Linked DNA regions of Gasterosteus aculeatus: region 1 is linked to region 2. Evidence: chromatin contacts called from public Hi-C data. All regions are on one chromosome and are shown on one strand. Each heading gives the region's core, a stretch centred on a gene start, on an enhancer-like site or on the middle of the called end of the contact. The rest is flanking DNA. Distances are from core to core; before and after follow the strand shown.

Region 1 (7,121 bases), core at 4,496-6,995, 75 kb before region 2:
GCCATTTCCCTCTCATCATCTGTCAGCACTCTGGATCCAACTGCAGGGTCCAAAGAGGACTACCACTCTCCAATTAAAAAGGTTAATTTGCCCCCCCGTCCCCCTCGATGCCCTCACCCCCTCCTTTACAGCTTTCCATGTCTTCATTAGTACTCATTTGTGCTTCTATGTTGCTATTCCTTGCACTTTTCCTTTCTTTCTTGTGTTGGTTGCCTTTTGTAAACACTGTTTTACAAGGAAAAGGTAAGACATAATTAGCGTATTTCTTTCTGAGCCAGCATGTTTATTCAATTGTTGAAAGTGCTGTTTTTTTTATAGCTCCTTCCTCGTAATTTAAGTTAAAATCAGCTCAATTTCTTTGCACGCTATGCCCTATTTAATTTCCCTTTGAACTTCCAACACTTTAAACTGTCCAGCCTCAGTATAGCAAGCGGACAATTAAATACATACTTTGACATTTAGGGAAATTTACTTGTTTCCTTTCTTTTTTGAGCGTTAGATGGGATCCCGCTCGTTGCTTAGCCGGAGAACTTTTAAGTGTGGGAAGCAGCGAGCGCGTCGTCCCGTCATAGCTGCCCCGTTACCAGGCAACCAGCCGGGACTCGACTAAATCTTTCCCCCGTCTGCATGCTAAGCTAAGCTAATCGGCTGCCGGCTGTATCTTCACATTTACAGTACAGATACGAGAGTGGTATGAATCATTTCCTCTAATTCAAGGCAAGGGAGTGAATCAATCCCTCATAGCCTCTTAGAGCTACTAGGGATTCTATTCTAACCACTAATAACACGTTGCGCTCCCACCAACTCAAACATTTTTTCCTCTTCAGTGTACTCAACAATATAGCGCAAAAAAAGTTTGGATTTGACAAACCTGCCTGACAAGCCAGACTAAGAAAGGTGTTTGCTGGTGAAACTGCTCCCGTTTGTGTGGCAGCCATGTTCCGTTGTCACTATCCTCACACACTGGGGTCAGTCTCGTAAGTCCTAAGCCAAACCTGAGAGGACGAGCAGTATGAAAATGAGACCTGCTCCTGTGGGATAAAGAGACACAAGCTTACTTTCCTCATCTGTGATTTGCCCCGACCAGACCGAGGGGAGCATATATCTGCTTCGGACATACACTTCCTGCCTTGATATCTCTGCTTGGTGCTTCGGCCGGTTCCTCTGAGTTCCCTCTTCCTCCCTCGGCCCGTCAGTTGTCATCACTCCTGTCATCTTACTATTCGAGGGGTTAAGGGAAAGGGGCCACAGCCTCTCCTCCTCTTCCTCTTCCTCTTCATCTTAACTTAAGCCGCAGAAGCGGCGTCAAATGACTAAGCGGACCCAGTTTAAAATGCACATGAAAGTACGTGGAAACGCCGCTTTGTGAAGACAAAGCCCTGGAAGGAAGCTGCCCCTAACCGCCGCCTGTACCTCTGCTCTCTGTCAGTTGCAACTGCTGTCAGAGCTCACCTCCTGCGTCCGGCTAACACCGCCAGCAAAACGCGGTGCCCCATTTTTGCTCTGACATCGTTTGTTTGACATAATTTCTTCTCGCTCTGGGTCTTAAAAGCAGAATCTTGAGATGAATTGAGTAACAAACAAAGATTTGTTTAAATTAAGACACCTATTTAAATACGAAAGATGTCAGGATTGGATTTTCCTTTCAGCACACACTGTATGTGTCAAAGTCTGACAGGCAACGGATGCAAATTAGCACGAGATATAGGCCCAGTCGTACAATTAGTTCACCTTAATAAATGAGTTGTGGCAGCTGCGTTGTCATCTGTTGTTAAGTATAGTGGCATACTAAATGAAATTGTGGGTCACTCTTGCTAGTTTTAGTGATTAACATAAGCTAATGACTTGGACAGACGAACAGGAGGTGGAGATAAATAAAAGCGAGAAGGAGGGAAAAAGGGGGACGTTGTCTAGCTCCCTCACCCGCCATTAAAGGCCTGCCCGAGAGCGGGCCAGTTTCCCATGCACAGGCAAACCCTCTTTGGTTACACAAAATGTCTGCCCGTATGGCCACGGACGGAGATATTATTAGTGTTATTTTGCCTCAGTTATTTGAGAGCACGGTGCTTTTAGGCCCCCTTGTTTGAGTGGCTGACAGACACTTGAGTTTCTGCAGCAGATTAAATGAAATTTTAGCAGCTTTTTCTTGGGGCCAGGCCATAAAACCGCACAAAGGAAGCAGCTGCCACTAATGTAATCTAGAATGGGGTGCTGCAGTGCAAAGCTGTCCACCACTCTTTTGTTTTTCCCTTCTTCTCCACTCCACAGCTTTTTACGCCGTTCTTGACACCCTTCAACTGCACCCTTCCTCTTCGGATAATATCCCTGTTCCTTCACTGCTCTTAATTCCTCCTTTCATCAGCTACCCCTCTGTGTACTGCAAAGGTGATGAAACCGGACGAGGGCAATAAAGGCTACGTGTTTTATCAGTAAACATATCTTTTTCTGGCTTTATATATCTCTACAGCTGTGGCAGAGGTAGACGAGATAGCCATTGGGTTAGCTGTAAAACCCTCTCCTCTCAGGGTCTTTAGGTCTACAACGTATCAGCTGGACATGCATAGAATGGGCATTCGGGATCTTTACCGTTTGGCCTTGCACAGGCCTGAAAGTTCGTTTTTTCAGAATGCTACGCGGGCCGTCCGCCGGGGGACGATGCGTCAGCCAGAGGTTCTCAACCCCTTTGAAATGACAGGGAAGGTCTTAAGACCCTATGTTGACCAGGAGTAGAGGTACATTCCTCTCAGGGATGTCATTCTGCGAATGAGAAATAGGTACCAGAAAGAAAAAAGAGGAAGAGATAAAAACTGCAGGAGTGAAAAATAATATTAAATAATGCAGCAAATTGCCTGCATGTTGAAGGCGTCTTACATTGAGACCTAACTGTCGCCTTCTGTAAATGAAGTTTGATATTATGTTTGTGCGACAGTCCTGCGATAAGCTATTAATTCAAATATGAGCACCTCCACTCTGACTTCTTGGTGAAATGGTTGGGTAGGTGGTAAGCTCTCCAGGAGTGAAGGCATTGCATTGGAAAGCGCTGCTGTACTATTCTATTAAGTAAACTACAGTACAGTTTAACGCATTGCCCTAGCAAGAGTTCTGACCTCTTTGTGTGGCTACACGATATGCTCTAGTGAGTGCAAATGTGTGTGTACTTGCATCATGTCTGTGTATTGGCTGTGTGTAAGTATGTCTTGCCACTACCTGTCGTGGAATGTCTGAGTTCATGGACCCTTTCTGCGCAGGAACAATGGCTTGAAGGTGGACTCGGTTTACCTTTCAGTCAGTCAGTCAGTCTTTAAATTTGTGTGTTCTGTCCTGCAGCTGTCGGTGTATAAATCCTTCTGTCTGCAAAGACAAACAGGCTTTCTTCACGTAACCTCTTATCAACTCTTTCCGAGGTCTAAAAGCTAATTTTCACCGTTATTCTTCACGCATGTCTACCTGGAAAGAAGAAGGAATTCCTTCCGCTTGTTTGACTGTTGCTTTGAAACCTGTTACTGCCGTCGTCCCTCTTTGTCTCCTTTCAGCTGCTGTCATCATTTTTCCTTGGTTAAACGTTACCAAATATAAAGAGTCCTCGTAAAAAAAGAGAATTTGTTGTGGTGCAGCACATGCTCGCACCTTTACAGCGCAACACACACATGTTTACTTAAACCTGATGACCCAATCAAAATAGTTCTTGCACCCCCCCACCACCTCCCCCTTTGCCGCCCTCCTTTTTTTCTGCTTCTCTGCTCCGCCCTCCCTCCTTCCCTCCCCAGGGTAGGTCGCTGTAGCCCCCCCTATAAACACAGTGATCTATAGGAGCCCTAGACCCAGACAGATTTTTGGCACGGCTGTGCAGGTAGCATTCCAGCACGGTTTGAGATCTTAGGGCCTTAGCCTCGTTAAAAGCCTGATTTATGCTGTACAGCTGGGCACAAAGGAACCTACAGGTTGGCTACCTTAATGAATATCATGCTCGCTACCGCTCGGACCTGTGCATGTTCCTGACACACCTTTTAGGGAGAATAAGTGGAAGAGTCCACGTGTTGTATTTTCAACAGCCTGTCGGCGGTGTGGTCGTGCAACCGCACTGGAACTGAAAAGACACACGTTTAAAATGATTCTTAGAGCGACACAAGGCGAAACGTGCCATAGATATCAATTTACATTTTGTCTTCTTTTGGAACGCAGAGGGAATACGGCTCAGGGCGTTAACTTTCTGCGCTGCACCGGGTCCTATTATCCACCATTTCACCCGCCTCTCTTGGTTGCTGTGGCGGCTGATCAGAGCACGTGTCTTCAATTAGTAGGCTGAAATCTGGTACAGGGAACCTCGGAGGTGAAGAATGGTGTGGAGCTCGGCCTGCCGTCGCCAAGCACATGGCCCATTCATCTTACAAACTGTTATTGATGGCAAACTTTACCTGCAGGTATTAACTGGCTTGTGTCACTGGGAAAGGAGATGTTTGGGGCAAAACAACGTGTCATAAAGGCGAGGCCCTGGTTGGTATCACGCCTCTTTGTAGTCCTACCAGTTCTAGAGTCAACTTCTTGCACTGTGCAGAACAGTAATGAAATAAACATTCGTGGCTCACTGTGGATATCTGACCACTTCCCCGCGCTGCCTTGTCTGTTCGTGCTTCTTTGAAGGGGCTGAATTAGGGCTGAACAGGAGGGCTTTTTGCAATTTTAATAAGGATTTGGAAAGCGTCTGGGTTGAGAAGTGGCCCAGCAATATTATTTCTTTGATGAATAAATAATGGAAGGGGAATGTAGGGTTGGCTGAATGGATGTTGGTGGGGGAATTGCGTTCTCCATGTTAGTGGCTGTGTCCTTGTTACAGCATCAGGGAATGTCTCAGACCTGACTTGTTAAGACATTTCAGGTAATTTAACAAATTAATAAAAACGTAAAAGAAAAAAATGGTGAACTTGTGATACAATCGTCTTTCATCCAAGTCGGAACTGCGGTCCCCGCATGTCCAAGCATATCTTTCTCGACTCCCTACTTCTCAGTATCTAAGGAAATTGGATTTGTGAGCTGCAGCTGACCCTTAGATACCCCTTGATCCAAAGAGTCCGGCTATTGATGCTCCCTTAACCACTCGACCACCGTGTGCACAGTCACACACAGCAGATGGGACGCGTGTTAAACCCTCAGCCTCCACCGCTCCGGGCCACGGGACACTCCAACACACTGGCCCTCTTGTTTCAAAGTGCCATGTCCCTCCACGATGTCTTGAGGCTCGCATGCATAACGAACTGCTATGGTTGGCCCGAGCTCACATGCCCTGGTCCTCTCACCCTGGGGTGGTAGGGCAGGGTGAAAAATAACTACATGTTTATAACCGCCCTTGTTCACCAGCTAAATGACGGCCCATGCTTCAGAGCTTCTGGGGCTTTTGGGAGCGAGTTCAGAAACAAAGAATTTAGGTCCAGCTTGGTGGTTACTTTGTGTTTCTTAACAGTTCTCTACTTCCACTTAAATAACCGGTTATGACAATGGGGTGTTTTAGTAGTGATCCAGGTGCATTCGAAAGCCCAAACCCCAGAAACAAAGACCCCCCAATCCACTCCACCTCCGGCTCCGTTTGGAGATTAAGATAATGATGGAGTGTCTTTCCCTGTTTGGCCCGCTCTCATTTTCCTTTTGCTCTACGTGTCTCACTTTCTCTGGAAATATTATTTACAGTGACAGAGCACCCCCAGGCAAAGGTAGGAGGAGAAAAAGAAAAGAACTTGTACACACCGGCCTAATGGATTTTGAGATGTGCCCGGCACTAAATGAGTGGGCGGAGAAGATGAGAGGTGTACCGTGGCACAGGTGTTAAGGTACTGTGACTTTCAGCTGTTAGGGAAAGAACAATTTGGAGAAACAAATTGTGTGGGTATTTCAGAGTTAAAAAAAGAAAAAGGAGAGGGAGAAACTGTGTATGGTGGCCGGTGTAAGTGTGTGAGATTGTGAAAGACCCACTTTAACCTCTTTCAGTGCGGCCATCAGGGTGTTGAGGAAATAGCGTGATAGAAGGAGGAGTAACAAGGGAGCATGCAGGCTGCATGAGGGACGGAGAAAGAGAGAGAGGGTATGACTCTATCCTCCAGACAGGCTGGAGTGTTTACTCAGTCCAGACACACCGTGTGTGTGTGTGTGTGTGTGTGTGTCCGGACTTTCATGAGCTCAGAGATACCCTGACTGCAGGTCTGGGCCTGCAGATCAAGCAAAGTCACTTCCCATTCTTCCTATTCAACTTTTTTTCCCTCACTTGCTCACTGCTTTTTTGTTCATCCCCAGCTTTTGGTTGGATATTTCTTTTTACTTTACTGTTTTTGGCGCATTAGAGGATGTGAAAATCTTTGTCATAACTGAAGAGTTAAGTGGTGTTGTTAAGCACGCAATTAAGCACGATTGTTCATTCATACTGCTGCAACCTGCTGATGCTGGGAAGATACAAATTAAATAGATATATAACGAATCAAATCACGGCTTTTTATGAATTCCGATCCGCTGTTGATGAAACAACAAGATAAAACAGCATTGGTTTGAAACTTCCACAAGGTTATTATGTGTTCGTGTCTGAAATAGTTGATTTAAAGATGACAGTCCTGCCACACCAGTCTTATGAAGATGTCAGTCTGCAGTTTTTGCTTGAAATTATTTAATTCTTAACTCTGCATCCTGTGAAGTGTTAGTCACACTACGGCCTCAGCTGTGATTTGGTTCTTCATTTCCTTTGACATACAGTATGTAGTCGTTGTTTTCTGTGAGAATGTAACACCGACGGACATGCGGGCGTCTCGTGATTTCTGTTAGTGCCTCATGCTGCTCAGCCTTTTCACCAGCAAAGCTGTTGATTATCAGAGCTCTATAACGATGTGACTGAAATGTTTTCACTTCTTCACAGTCTTTTGTTTTCTGTCCAGCTCCTTGCACACGTGCCTTTATGAAAATGACCAAAGTGGGGGAACGGGGGGTACGGTCCGACGTAGGGCATTGTATGCTCCGGTGAAGCCAAATCACATTGTGGCAAATGGTATGCAGGCTCATAACGCGCTCCACTCATCCAACAGCCGCAGACTTACAGTTTTGACAGTGTCGAATGGCTGCCCCCCGGGGCCTTATCATCCATTGCT
Region 2 (7,230 bases), core at 2,750-5,249:
GTGCGACAGAGATTTCTGTCCTATAAGTAAGATACCTGTAACAATACAGCGTGGACCCTACACCCACAAAGCCATTGTACAGTTCTGCATCATCCTTTGTTTTAAAATGATGTTTTTTGTAACCAATACCAAACTTGAGCTTGTTTGCGAGCGATTAAATGTCACCAGCTCGACGCAGTGAGGCCAGTCGAGTGGCCACGAGCCGAAAGGAGGAGGACTTTTGATTGTGTTGGGGGCCGTCTTGGTGACCAAATGGTTTTAGGCATCGATCACATGCCACAACATCCACATGTTGGTTATCATCTCTAAACTCTCAGCTTTAAGATGCCTAAAAGAGAAAAATACTGTCTGTCATTTGAGCTGATAATAAGGAACCAGGAAAGGAAGTAGGAGGGTTAAGTGAACCCAGACACACGTTTGTTTGTGATTAAAGGAATTCTCCGTTTCGGATTGCACCCAGCTTAACAGAGGTCGGCCTTGATGTGACATTAGGACGGTTTTGTACTCTGAACTGGACATTAGCAGGTCTCGTCTCTTTAAAGGAAAATAACAGCATTTCTGGTTTTACAGCTATCTCTGTGCATCTGCCTCTTTTTGTGGCTTTTTCTCATCATCACCCCTTTTCTCTCTTCCACCTCGAACTGCTTTTACACCCGTCTGTCTCTGTCTCTCTCTCTCTCTCCTTTCTATTTTCCTCCCATTCCCTCTTCCCCCGTACCCATGCAGGTTGTTCCGAGCAGCTCGTTGTGTTTTTTAATATGCACAGTCCATTCTTGCTCCTCTATTATTGTCCCACTGGCGGCGGAGGCCCTTTTCTTCGGCCAGACAATGGCCGCCGTCATGACAGAGAGCACGGTGGTCATGTCCCATTTGCCACCCTGCGCTATCTCTCTATCCCGCCCCCCGTTTCTCACCCGCCATCCGCTTTTCAATAGCACCCTAATACTGTTACAGGAGAGAAAGACCTGGGAGCCTTCAATACGCCCCAAGCCTCCAGGGCCACAGCTATATACATATTATTAGCATAATTATAGCCTGAGAGAGAGAGAGAGGCAGACGGACGGAGAAATAGAGAGAGAGCGGCAGCAAAGGTGTTTGTAACGTGACGGCAGTCGCCCCCTACAACTCACCACGCGCACATACACACTCATGGAAAATAAGGCCATTTGAATAGATGTTGGATTTGTCCTGATCTCATCTATCATTGGAATAGTTCATTTAGGGCTGGGACTCGTGGGTGGGCAATTCTCCTGTTGGTGCTGCGGCGGCCTGACTTTGAACTTGAACCTGCACCCTGGGGGTCGAGCAGATTGAAATTGAATTGAGGAGGGCTCCCCCTGGGATACCGGGCTGGTAAATGCAGGCTGGAGCAGCTGTGTTCTCGGCGGCTTGTTAACATCTCTTCCCATTGGGTTATGTTATTCTGTCCTTCTCCGTTGTGTTCATTCCTGTTTCCACTTGCAAAAGCATTACTTGCAAATTAAAAGGACATGATGGTTTTGTCTTTGCATGTTTTCACCATACTGAATATTTGGGTTTTGGTTGTTCTTTGTCTAATTATTTGTTCGACAAAATAGAGCAAAGAAAAAATCTATTTGATCATGTGGTGATAAAAAGCCACAAACAACCTCTTATTCTGTCTTTTTTCTTTAGGAGACAGAAATTTGATACATCATTCTATCTACTTAATGCACAAAACATAGAATAACACACTCATGACGAACACACATTTTACCTTGCTGATCATTGGAAAAGTCACTTCAGTCTCAAAGACTTTCCATCTTTCCAACAAACACCAACTGCGGTGTTTGTTTAAGAGAGTTTTATAATGAATTATTTAAACAGGTTTTCCAGTGTTGAATAGAACCTACACATAGGCAGGGACGCAGTAGCCTGGAATTTATATTTCATCTGCCAAACTTTGCTTTATATGTGATGTTGTTGTATATTGTCGCATATAACTTTTTAATAGACAGTTGAACATTAGGTTTTCCTGGTTGTCTATCACAAACAGCAACACTAAATGGTGTGACAGGACAATGCAAAATTTGATTTTGACCTGAGACGTTTGCTGCACGTCTTCTCTTTCCTCATGTTTCCTGTCTGTCATTGCGAATGCAAAAGGCTATAGGGAACCTCAAAATAACCTGAGAAATAATCTCAGTAACACTCATGCACAAACAAACAGACTGTCACACTCACACAGACGGACGGTCATCCCCTAGTCATATTTAGCCTTTCATGCAGCATCTCCTGTGCACCACACAACAGCTCCGCAGAGCAAAGCGATGATCTGTTCTCCACCCACTACATATTTTTCACAGGAAAGAATACCACAGCGATACAAAAAGCTAACTCCTCACCACCACTGGCCTAGTCATCCTGTTTTAGGGGTGGCTTTAAAGCATGTCACAAGACCTCATGCATAGTAAACAGAACGGCCTCCATGGCTGACTGGTGAGCAATTTGCCTCGTAGATTGCCTGGCCCCGGGGCCTTGGAGCTATGTTTATGTATGAGCCCTCCTGTTTCATATGTATCGGCCCCAGATCATTTTCTACCCATCGAACCCCCCCCACCCCCCTTCTTGTCTCCCTGGCAGAACTGATGGCGTTCACATACAGACAAAAGCACACACAGAAACGCACACGGGACGGTGTGCACAGAAGAACACGCACATACATGCATGCATATGGAGAAACACATATAAGCGTTAACGTTAAGAGTGATGACCTGCACAAGGGGTGACTCAGTCCCAGCGGATTACACTATTGTCAATACAAATAGAAATTTACAATACATGTGTTGTGGCTGCTGCTGCTTACCGTAGCAGTTGCGCCTTGCAGCTTGAGCGGAGACGTATTAAGAACATCTTGTCTCTGAAGGTGTTTTCATCCTCACGTTGGATTTTCTTTACCACCGTTGACTGTATTTTCTACCTTAAACAAACAACTTGCATTCCGCGATGAGCTCTCTGCGTCACCACCACCGCTTCATAACACAAAGCCATTGTCACATGTAAATAAATAGATTTTTAAGCATGTGTCAAATATTATTCGAATTTCCTGATGTCGTTGGCATATGCCGCGAGACCGCATGCAGAGAGACAATTACATGTGTAAGATGAGAGTCCGAGTTCATTAACCCTTCATCAACCCCTCTGTTATCCCCCATCCTCCATATTCCACATTTAGATCTTTGCTGGCTCTCTCGTTCATCGTTTCAACCCCCACCCTCCCAATCTCCGTTTAATGCAAGAACGCCTAGGTTTTAAAGATGCACAAAGCTCATCTTGAACAGACAAAAGTTGCTCAATGTAAAACCAGCTTAAGAAAAATATACGCCATCAAAAGTCGGGCCGAAGATGTCCTCTATGTGTCAGCTAAGGGCGAAGCATCTCCAAAGGGCCCAAAATGTAATGGGTTTCACAGGACACAATTTGTTTGATATGAAATGATCCTCTGCAGACACAAAGTGGCCCCCATTAGGGGCCAAGCAGATTAGCACAGCCCTCTGAGGGTCCGTGGCTCAGTGTCAGTGGTGGAGGACTCTTCTTATCTTTCATTAAGCGCACACAGCAGGGCGGATTCACCAGCCCAGGAGGGGAGAAGGGAGGAGGGGGTGGGTTGAGAAAGAGAGAGAAAGGAAGAAGTGGAGGGAAACAGAGATTGGAGGCGTTTAAAAAATCATTTCCACATATCATAGCCCCATCTCTAATTCAGTGCTAGAAGGGAAGGGGCCTCGGGGAATGCGCAGCATCTTTCTCTTCAAATGCCAAAATTGACCAGCAGGCAAAGAGGAAATGAGGCAGAACACACATGCACACATACACGGACACACTTGTATGCACACAGATACACTCTTGAATACAGACAGGTTGGATAAATGCACAGGCAGAAAAAGGAAAACCCATAAGCAGCCACCAGCATAACGCGCTCACACATGCCAAGTCTTGAATACAGCCAAACACAAACTGTAAAAATGAGACCTACTCAGACTCTCACAGGGGAATACCACTGTTGACGCACACACATCCACACACCGCGGTGATGGCAGCACGCCATGCGGGTTCATGCCTAATCTGTGTTTGTTAATGGTTGGCGTGTGCTAATTACTGTCACCGTGCACCAGGGGCCTTTGCTGGCCAATCACCAACTAAACTAGCCCCTGACCGGCCAATCGCTAGCCGGTCTAGCCTCTGAACCAAAGGGGCTTCTGGGAGACGGGGGCTTTCAGCGGCGGTGAAATTGGCCTTGGAACACTCGTCTAATGTTGGATGGTATGTATGTGTGTGTGTGTGTGTGTGTGTGTGTGTGTGTGTGTGTGTGTGTGTGTGTGTGTGTGTGTGTGTGTGTGTGTGTGTGAGAGAAGAGACGGAACGAGAGACATGGTCAACGTGTGAGAGCAATGGAGGGATTCGCTTCCGCGTGTGTGCACATGTGGCACTATGCGCATGTGAGCCTGTCTGACTATGAAAACAAGGCCTGAATGTGGGCCAAGTCAACCACTCTGCAGGCTCAAAGGCAGCAGTAATCCAGTGTTGACATGGTAAAAGCCATGAGCTTAGTGTCAATTAGATAGAAACAATATGCTTACTCTTCTGGAGTAAGTGGATAGTACCTTTTAAGCAAAGCAAACCAAGCAGTACTAGGTTACAGGCTGTGAAACTGACCAGTCCTCATGTTTTAAATTCTAACACCATACTGTATATTGTTCAGCTTGTTTGCACTAGTTTGAAAATTACACTCACGGCAGCGACAGCCATCAACGACGGGTTTCCCCACCATTTTGTGCTGGTTTCATATTCTACCCTCAGAGGCTAGTTGGCCTTATTATATTTCAGTCACTCAGAATGGGTTTCTGGGCCATGACAATCTCAAACCATGCAGGCCACCATCTTTCAGCGCTGGTGAAAGAGGAGAGATACAAAGGGTGAAACCATCTCTGACATTCCTGGAATGGCCCCGAAGCCATACAAGGGAGGTGGTGCATGTGTGCATGTGTGTGCATGCATACAGTACGTGTGTATATTTGTATAAATGGCTGCTTTGCTTCTCTGATAATGCCATGGTACCAGCTGAGGCCAGAGGGTGTGAGGGGGTAGAGGATCATGTGATTGGTTGATGCGTTACGCCATCTTAAATGATTGCGAGAGTCCATTTACAGCAGTCGCCTACTGATGCTGCCCCGGAGGGGAATGAGGCACCTGCATGTAAACAAGCCATGTATTTAAAGGTGCAGTACATGTATGCAGTTAAATAATGATCCTTTTTACAGATAGTCAAATAGGCAACAACCTAGATCATAGTATACCAAACATACAAAAGATAGCAAAGGATACATTAAAAAGCAGTTGTAGTTTTAGTCAATCACACAGAGGTTTTTCGGAGGGAGGGGGCGTCTACGGAGAACAAAAGCTGCAGCAGCATAGCCGTGGAGCGGGTGAGGAAGGAGGGAGGCTGGTCATGGAGGACTTTTTGAGTGAAAAGAAGGACCTTGAATTGCATCTGCTGCTCTCTCAGCACTCGATATGCACAGACTGGCTGCAATCAGTTCACATTTCTAAAAAAATACACACTGACTTTTGGGGCGGGCTAGCGGCATGGCGTTATCCATGTTGATGTTTGTTCGTCCATCAAATTTGGCCAAGACCGAACCACCTCAAAAAACTACGAGCTGGATTGCGAAAGACATTCACGTTCCTCACAGCAGGAAACCCACCCTAATTTTACTCTAGCGCCACCAGCAGGTCAGACATTTCAATCGCAAAAACTTGGATATTATTGACTTCAGCAATGTCATGAAGTTGACATTTTTGATATTTGGATGAATACCCTGCATTCACTTTCCCCCCACAGTGTCCAGAGAACGAGTAATGTCTTTGGCCTACTGTGGAATTTCCCTCTGGCACCTCTACAACATTCGTCCGTGTGGTTTCCAGTGGATGTCCCAATACTTTCAGATGGTCCGCCATGAAATTTGATAAACTGGATTAATGGATTAACTAATCACCCAACTCATCTGCTAGCTCTGAAGTGTATTTGTTCAATCACTACTAGATACCTGTAAAATAAATAAATTGGTAATTCATAACTTTTTTCATGAATAAATTACAACACTTTGTCCAAATTGTTATAATCAACTTAAAATACGATTCTCAACATATTAAACGATTTACCTGCATTGTCCTTGCAAGCTTTAACATAGCGCAGATGTTAGGATTCAGCTCCAAACACAGTACAGCCTCACAAAGCTGCTACCAGAACTGTAGACTTTTGTTAAACAGCATTTCAGCTTTCTCCTCCAAGAGTAAAACTACATACGAACGGTTCGTTTTTCCTCCAAACCAATTGATGATGTTTGGTCTGATGGGAAACACGGTGCCACCTATATTTCTAAAACAACGGCAATGTATTTGTACAAAAATTATTTCTTCAGTTGTGCTACAACCCCTACACTTCTATGTACCGGTCACCCAGTCCACCCATCTAATTTTTACCTCTTTTCTGAGCTGCACTCTTGCCTCCATGAATACTCAAGCTTGGCAGGTCTCCTAGTCAACGCATTGTTTGCTTAAATTGAAAGGTTGGAAGCGGGAAGCCAACTAATGTGGCAAACCACTTCAAAACCACTTTTCATCTTTCTTTTTTTATCAGGCTCCATCATTTCCATTCGCCATGCAGCGGGAGGCGGCCCTTTCATGTGAGGGGAAGGAGGGCAAAAGAGAGAGACAGCCGAGAAAAAAAGAAAAAGGACATAGAAAGATGGTGATGGTGATGGCATCAAGATGATTATATGTGAGCAGGTCTTAATGACTTCTCTCCTTCTGACTCCTCTCCGCTTATTATCCGACCAAACAGCCTGCCGCCTTCCATGGTGGCTCCCATTGAAAATCTTACCCACAAAGAGAAGAAGCGAGTTGCACTTTGCTTAACAATAGGTGAAGGCTTGCAATGCTTGCCTTGAGAGCCCGGCCACCGCATTTACGAGTAACCTTGTCAGGGTTTTTAAGCGCGGTAGTAAGATGATATGTTGCGGTCTAACAGTGAGACTCTAGTTATCTGCAATCCAAAATGTGGAGCCAATTTTCTTCCAAAAAGGCATGGGACAAACCATGAAAGCACATGCAATGTATATCTGCATCCATTCATCTTGTCAGGGTTGAGGGAAGGCAGGACTCAGACGCAGACTTGCGGGAAACAAAAGACTTTAATAGTCAAAACGCAGGAAC

The links. A called contact is a pair of places that touch in the nucleus more often than the background predicts.
Region 1: a Hi-C map of tail fin shows a contact between it and region 2, with 1.9 times the contacts expected there. The contact joins two enhancer-like sites. A contact is called at or near these places in 2 of 6 Hi-C or Micro-C datasets (tail fin and whole body).

What each region holds. Positions count from the first base shown.
Region 1 is chr9:7,431,050-7,438,170 of fGasAcu3.hap1.1, reverse strand. All of the region lies in intron 2 of LOC120825197 (BCL11 transcription factor A), which reads left to right. Among protein-coding and RNA genes, the nearest start is that of LOC120825197, 19 kb to the left of the region's middle. Within about 2 kb of position 5,745, at least 3 of the 9 cell types and tissues checked have open chromatin away from gene starts, as enhancers often do.
Region 2 is chr9:7,354,415-7,361,644 of fGasAcu3.hap1.1, reverse strand. No RefSeq gene overlaps it. Among protein-coding and RNA genes, the nearest start is that of LOC144383298, 6.6 kb to the left of the region's middle. Within about 2 kb of position 3,999, at least 3 of the 9 cell types and tissues checked have open chromatin away from gene starts, as enhancers often do.